Regions from separate parts of the Mus musculus genome. Here region 1 is linked to region 2. The links are chromatin contacts, called in public promoter capture Hi-C maps. All regions are on one chromosome and are shown on one strand. Each heading gives the region's core, a stretch centred on a gene start, on an enhancer-like site or on the middle of the called end of the contact. The rest is flanking DNA. Distances are from core to core; before and after follow the strand shown. Region 1 overlaps Sp4 (trans-acting transcription factor 4). Region 2 holds the start of Dnah11 (dynein, axonemal, heavy chain 11).

What was found. Promoter capture Hi-C pulls out the DNA fragments that hold promoters and counts their contacts.
Region 1: a contact with region 2 is called in a promoter capture Hi-C map of liver. The contact joins the enhancer-like site here to the promoter of Dnah11 in region 2. A contact is called at or near these places in 5 of 39 promoter capture datasets (the C10 cell line, the HPC-7 cell line, HPC-7-derived erythroid cells and 1 more), 2 of 15 datasets of contacts at CTCF or cohesin (CD8 T cells and pro-B cells), 10 of 484 Hi-C or Micro-C datasets (group 2 innate lymphoid cells, liver, nephron progenitors and 2 more), 2 of 115 datasets of contacts at active chromatin or transcription factors (large pre-B cells and liver) and 1 of 9 other capture datasets (embryonic stem cells).

What each region holds. Positions count from the first base shown.
Region 1 is chr12:118,287,740-118,290,492 of GRCm38.p6, reverse strand. All of the region lies in intron 3 of Sp4 (trans-acting transcription factor 4), which reads left to right. Among named protein-coding and RNA genes, the nearest start is that of Sp4, 12 kb to the left of the region's middle. Within about 2 kb of position 1,337, at least 6 of the 459 cell types and tissues checked have an H3K27ac peak or open chromatin away from gene starts, as enhancers often do. A contact at or near this core is called in liver, where this site is marked.
Region 2 is chr12:118,197,713-118,200,412 of GRCm38.p6, reverse strand. Dnah11 (dynein, axonemal, heavy chain 11) reads left to right here and starts at 1,370. Exons shown (of 82, transcript NM_010060.3): 1 at 1,370-1,874. The coding sequence starts at 1,581.

The sequences.
Region 1 (2,753 bases), core at 88-2,587, 90 kb before region 2:
GTCTGTTTAGCCTATGGCCAGAGCACACAGTAACTCTTAAACTTACATGGCCATATTACCAGGAATGGAGGATGGTTAGGGTGACATTACACTTATTATTATAGAAGTAATCTATGGTTAACTCTATTATGCAGTGAGTGTATTAGTTTAGTTCACAGGTATGTCTCTGCTCTCTGTTTCATTCCGAATTCCTAGTATTAGTTTCCTGTTACTCGCTCTTTAGTTTGATGAATGGGAAAACATTAATATCTTTATATGCATTTTTAGGGTCCAACACTGAATTTGTAGTTAAGATTCTTTTAAGTCTTTAACTATGTTGTTAGATGTTACCACTTCTCTGTGAACAGTGTGATTGTTCTTTCTTAAGTGAATTAGAACAGGTAGAAATGGAGGATACTAATTGAGCCTTAACACCTTGAAGGCACTCCCGGCTTTAAGTTTGGAGTATACAGACCCAGAATGTGTGGGGGTCTTTGTTTTGTTTGTTGTTTTATGAGCTCAAAATAGCTAGTAGGGTAGTATTTTTAAATATTCAGACCAAAGGACATTTTGAGTAAGGAAAAAGAATGGTAATTCAAATATGTGAAGGTTCTTTTCCCCCAGGGATGTAATAAGCTTGATAGAGGGATATGGGCTCCAGAAGTGTGTTTACTTTTGGTAACTGCAGATATAGGTAACAAGACTAGGAACTTAGATTTTGCTCAAATGCTACCCTCCATTCATGGTCCCATTAGCTGTTACTAGGCAAACATGTCCCTTCTTTACTTCAAAGTGTTACACAGATGAGACCAGATAACATGTTTAGGGAGGACTTTTATATTATAATTAAAACTATTTGTGCAAGGAAGTATCGTGGTAAAATTTCTATGGAGTACCATTCACTAGAAGAATGTAAAATAGTCAAGTGGTGAAACACTACTTTGGTTGTCAGTATTTTTATTTTTATAAGCAATTTCACTTACATCTTAAGTGAAATTTGTAAAACAGAGATCAGAAAGCTTTGGTAAAGTACAACTAAGGATACTGGGATAGGTATGTCTACAAGCATACCAGAAGCATTACTTTCTTGTAGTAAGAAGTAAATGCCTGCTCTTTTCTTAACTTTACCCTGGAAATATTCACCGTTCTTGAAAGGATGCTTGTGTTAGGGACATATAGCTAAGTACATGATATGCTTGTATGAATCTGCAACTGCCTGAAAAAGTTTGTACTTTTAAGTAGTGAGTTTTGAAGTGTAGAAAGTAGCATTAGAGTTCAGGGACTGGTGACTTTGGGGAAGTGATGTATGTAGGTAAAGCACTCTGCTAGAGATAGGACTTTAAACAGGCCTTAATGATTGGACTGCAAAGTGGACTTTGAGTCTATGGGAGTGGAGAGGTGAAGAGGGTATCTTGAGTCAAGCCCTGAACTTGGAAAAGCTTACTGGGACCGAAAATTGAAAAAGCATAAAGCCCTCACAGGGAGGTTTATAGCTAACACACAAGCAAGGTAATCTCTTTTGTATACTCTATAGAAGAATAGACCTGCTATTAACTTAGTCATGAAGTGGCTGTGATGAGGAAGTATATGGTTATTTGAAAAATATTATTGATATGAAAGAAATGGCAAGAATTAGATCAAAACCTAAGGTGTTCTTTCTTTCTCCTTTTGTGTGTCTGCATTGTAATGGGCACTGAGAAACTGAAGCTGAGGGTGAGGGGACTGCTTTCTCTCCCTGCCCCACCCCCTCAAGGATATTTACTCTGTTGTAGGAGACCTTGTAAGAACTAAGTTTTCACACTTACTTAAAATCTTTTCAAATTAAAATGCCTTAATAATCAAAGTCATTTGATACTTTAGTTAGCAGAATATCTTCTTATGGTCACTTCCATCTTAGACCAATTAGAATATATTTTTTATTTTTTACATTTAGATTACAAGTTAATTATATATAATTTTATATATACACATATGTGTAATTATAATACCATGTAGTACTTGCTTTTAAAAGCAATGAATGAAGACTCTGGAAACCCATAAGAAAGAAGAATTAGTCCCAGTTACATTATTTTTGGGTGGGAATGAAGAGAAGTACAAGGTCAGGAGGATGAAGAAAAGCATTTTTAGTTGTACATTGACATATAGTTTGGAATTTCAATTAAGTGTGGTGTGTGTGTGTGTGTGTGTGTGTGTGTGTGTGTGTGTATGTGTACACACGCATGCACATGTGTTGGCTTCAACTGGGTTTTACTACATATATAACCCGAGAACTTATGTGGATTAGTTAAGCTGGCTTGAAATCAGGGATCCTCCTGCCTCTGCCTCTTGAGTTGCTGGCATCAAAGGCATGCACCAGCACACCTGGCTTCAAGTAGTAATTTTTATGTGTAACATGTATACGTAGATCAGGGAATAATAATATATTTAGGATAGAATTATGAATTTGATGTAGGCTGTAGTTCTGTCTTATATATACATACATACAAGTATGTGTAATATACCTTCTACCTCCAGTAACCATTGTTTTTAGTGTCTGTTATTTTGATACTGAACTAAGAGAAAGTACACAGGTGGAGAGAACTTTGATTTCTTAGGAGAATGGGGTCCTTAGAACAGAAGGAATGAGAATACATGATCATAATAGAGAATAGTACTTAATAAAGGGAATATATATATGTATATATATGTACATATATACATATGTGCACACACATATTGTATACATACTCACATATATGACTTATCTGTTTTGGTAATTTCCAGATGGTGCGGGT
Region 2 (2,700 bases), core at 121-2,620:
TAATTCTTTTTAGTGTAATTATGAAAGCTCATTGTATTCTTTATTATGTAGCCTTTACTTTATGAGGAGGGGGTAAATTCTATTCCTGATTCTAATTTTATTACATCTTTTAGGCAAAACAACTAAAACCATGTAAAAAACTTTCTTCCTAAAATTATTTGAATCAAATCAGGAATTCTATGAAATCATTAACTCATCTAAGCAGCATTAATTCATGAAAGTTTATCTTTATGTCGATCTGCAGGAAATCTGCTCAATACAGTAGGCTAATGTCCAGAAGTTATTATACTATGTAATAGTGACTGGGAAAGGCATATCAGCTGCAAGAAGCAATCTTGAGAGGAAATTTCTGAAGGCCTTGCTATTCAGTTTACCCATCACCACCATGCAAAAATGGTGGGTCATCTCTAGAAAAGTCACCTGCATGCCTTTAGCCTATCCTAGATGGCTCTGACAGCATCTGATAGAAATAGAAGGCAAACCCAGGTGGAATAGCCTCAGTCCAGTCAGTGTGGAGCTAACTTAGACAAGTGATGTGAGGACAGAAGCTTAGTGTGCCTACAATACTGTGTGTTCAGCATCAGCAGTGATTGGCACTCAGTAGGTGTTTAATAAAGATTTTTTTTGTGTGTGTGAGAAGCCAAGTGAACTCATTATGGTACCTGCTTGGTGCTTTTAAATCATACTTGAAAAAATATTGAGAAAAAGCATGCCTTTCTTAAGTGATGGATTTATTACTCTGAGATACAAATTTTCTAGGGAAACGCACTTCTTAATATCTACTGCAATGAAAGACTGGGTTTATAGAGTAAATTATTTCTGAAAAAAGAAACTATTCTGCTGGAGAAAACCCAATGACAAGTTAAAATTGCACTGGCCTTGGTGAATGTGGCAGGCTCTGTCCAGTGCAACGTCACTGTTCTGATGGCAGCTAGGAAGCTACATTCTTTGCTACATATTCTTTTACTATTTTGTTACATTTAAGTCCTTGAAAAAATCTTACTTTAATATTAGTATTTTTGCTCAAAATGTTCCTTCCCCAAATTGAAAGTAGTTTATTGACTTACAATGTAACGTAACTTATTCTTTCTCTAAACTTATTGAATAAGCAATTCTCTGTGTACGATGTGTGTGGCAGCATTTCTTGCTACCTAACTACTTTGGACCATACTTCATCCACAGTTAAACATTGAGCATTTAGCCCCAGCTTTCTAGGGATTAGATAAATTTACCATGGCGGCAAATTTAGCAGGACTATCTGCTCAAGACAGTACTGCTGAATCCAGAGCCGCTAACTAGTCCTGGAACATTTCTGGGATCCCCAAGATGCCCAGGGGAGGAAAGCAGAGAAATCCAGTTGATTTCCCGGTCTCTGCCTGAGAGCTACCGGGCGACCCAAGACTCTCGCTCCTCCCTCACTCCCGGGACGGGGCGGGGCAGCCATCTCCCTGGCAACGGGACGCGCTGCAGTCCGAGCCACCTCGCTTCCAGTGCACCTAGCTCTGCAGGCAGAGCGGCTGGCGCTGGCTCGGTGATAGCCTCCTTGGCGCACGACTCCAAGAATCCTCTCTAGGTACGAGATGGCAGCACAGGAGGAAGGGACTGTGCTGAGGCTCAGCCCCTCAGAGCAGGAGGACGAGGAGGACGAGGAGGCGGCGGCTGCAAGGAGAGTGCAACGCTTTGCCCTAGACCCGCGGGTGCGCTTCCTGGGAGGCCGTCTGCGCCAGGCGTTGAGGTTCCCGGAGGAGACGTGGGGCCAGTATCTGGAGAGCGATGACCACCGGCAGGTCCTAGGAGACTTTTTGGAGAGCACTGGTCCTGCCAGCCTGGTGTTTAGTGTTGCGACCGCCGGGCGGCTCTCGGCTTCCCCCGAGGTAAGGCGCGACCCGAGAGGGATGCCCGCTGCCGGACTTAAACAGAACTTGAAGTCAGCCTCTTGGACTGATCCGGGTCCCCGTGTGCACCAGCTCTGCAGAAAACGCTGTACTTTAGTTTTCTACAAGGGATGCCTGCCAGAAGGGATGGTTGTCTAAAATGATGTTAGAAAACTAGCGCAGTCTGTGATGCCTGGGCTTATGGCGCCTGGGGAGCTTTTTGGGCCAAATAACTTATGTTTCAGTCCCCGGTGGAACTCTAGAGTCATATCCTTTTAAAAAACGATAGCAAAGTATTAGGCAAAACCCTTATAGCTTGAGTTGTTTCAGTATCTACCAACTACATTTTGTCCAGGAAAGAAATAATCGAGTTCTAACAAAAAGCGGGGCGGGGGACTGGCTGGATTATTGTGGCACTTACTATATTACCCCTGGCACTTGGGAGGCAGAGGAGGCAGGAGGATCTCTGTGAGTTCCTGGCCAGCCTGGTCTACACAGCAAGTTCCAGGACTACACCATGAGACCCTGTCAAAACCACAAACAAACAAAATATAAACAACAAAACCAACAATAACAACCATTAGACTGGCTGGTGTCATTTAAAACACAGAATAAACATATTTGTTGCATAGATTAGATAGTGATTTCAAGGAGCATTATCTTAGCAATTAAATTGTAAATTCTTTTTAGAACATATATTCATTTTTTATGTGTATGTATGTTTGCCCGCATGTATGTCTGTGCACCTTGTGGGTATCTGGTGCCCATGGAGGTCAGAAGAGATGTGTTGGGATTCCTTGGAACTGGGGTTACAAATTATTGTGAA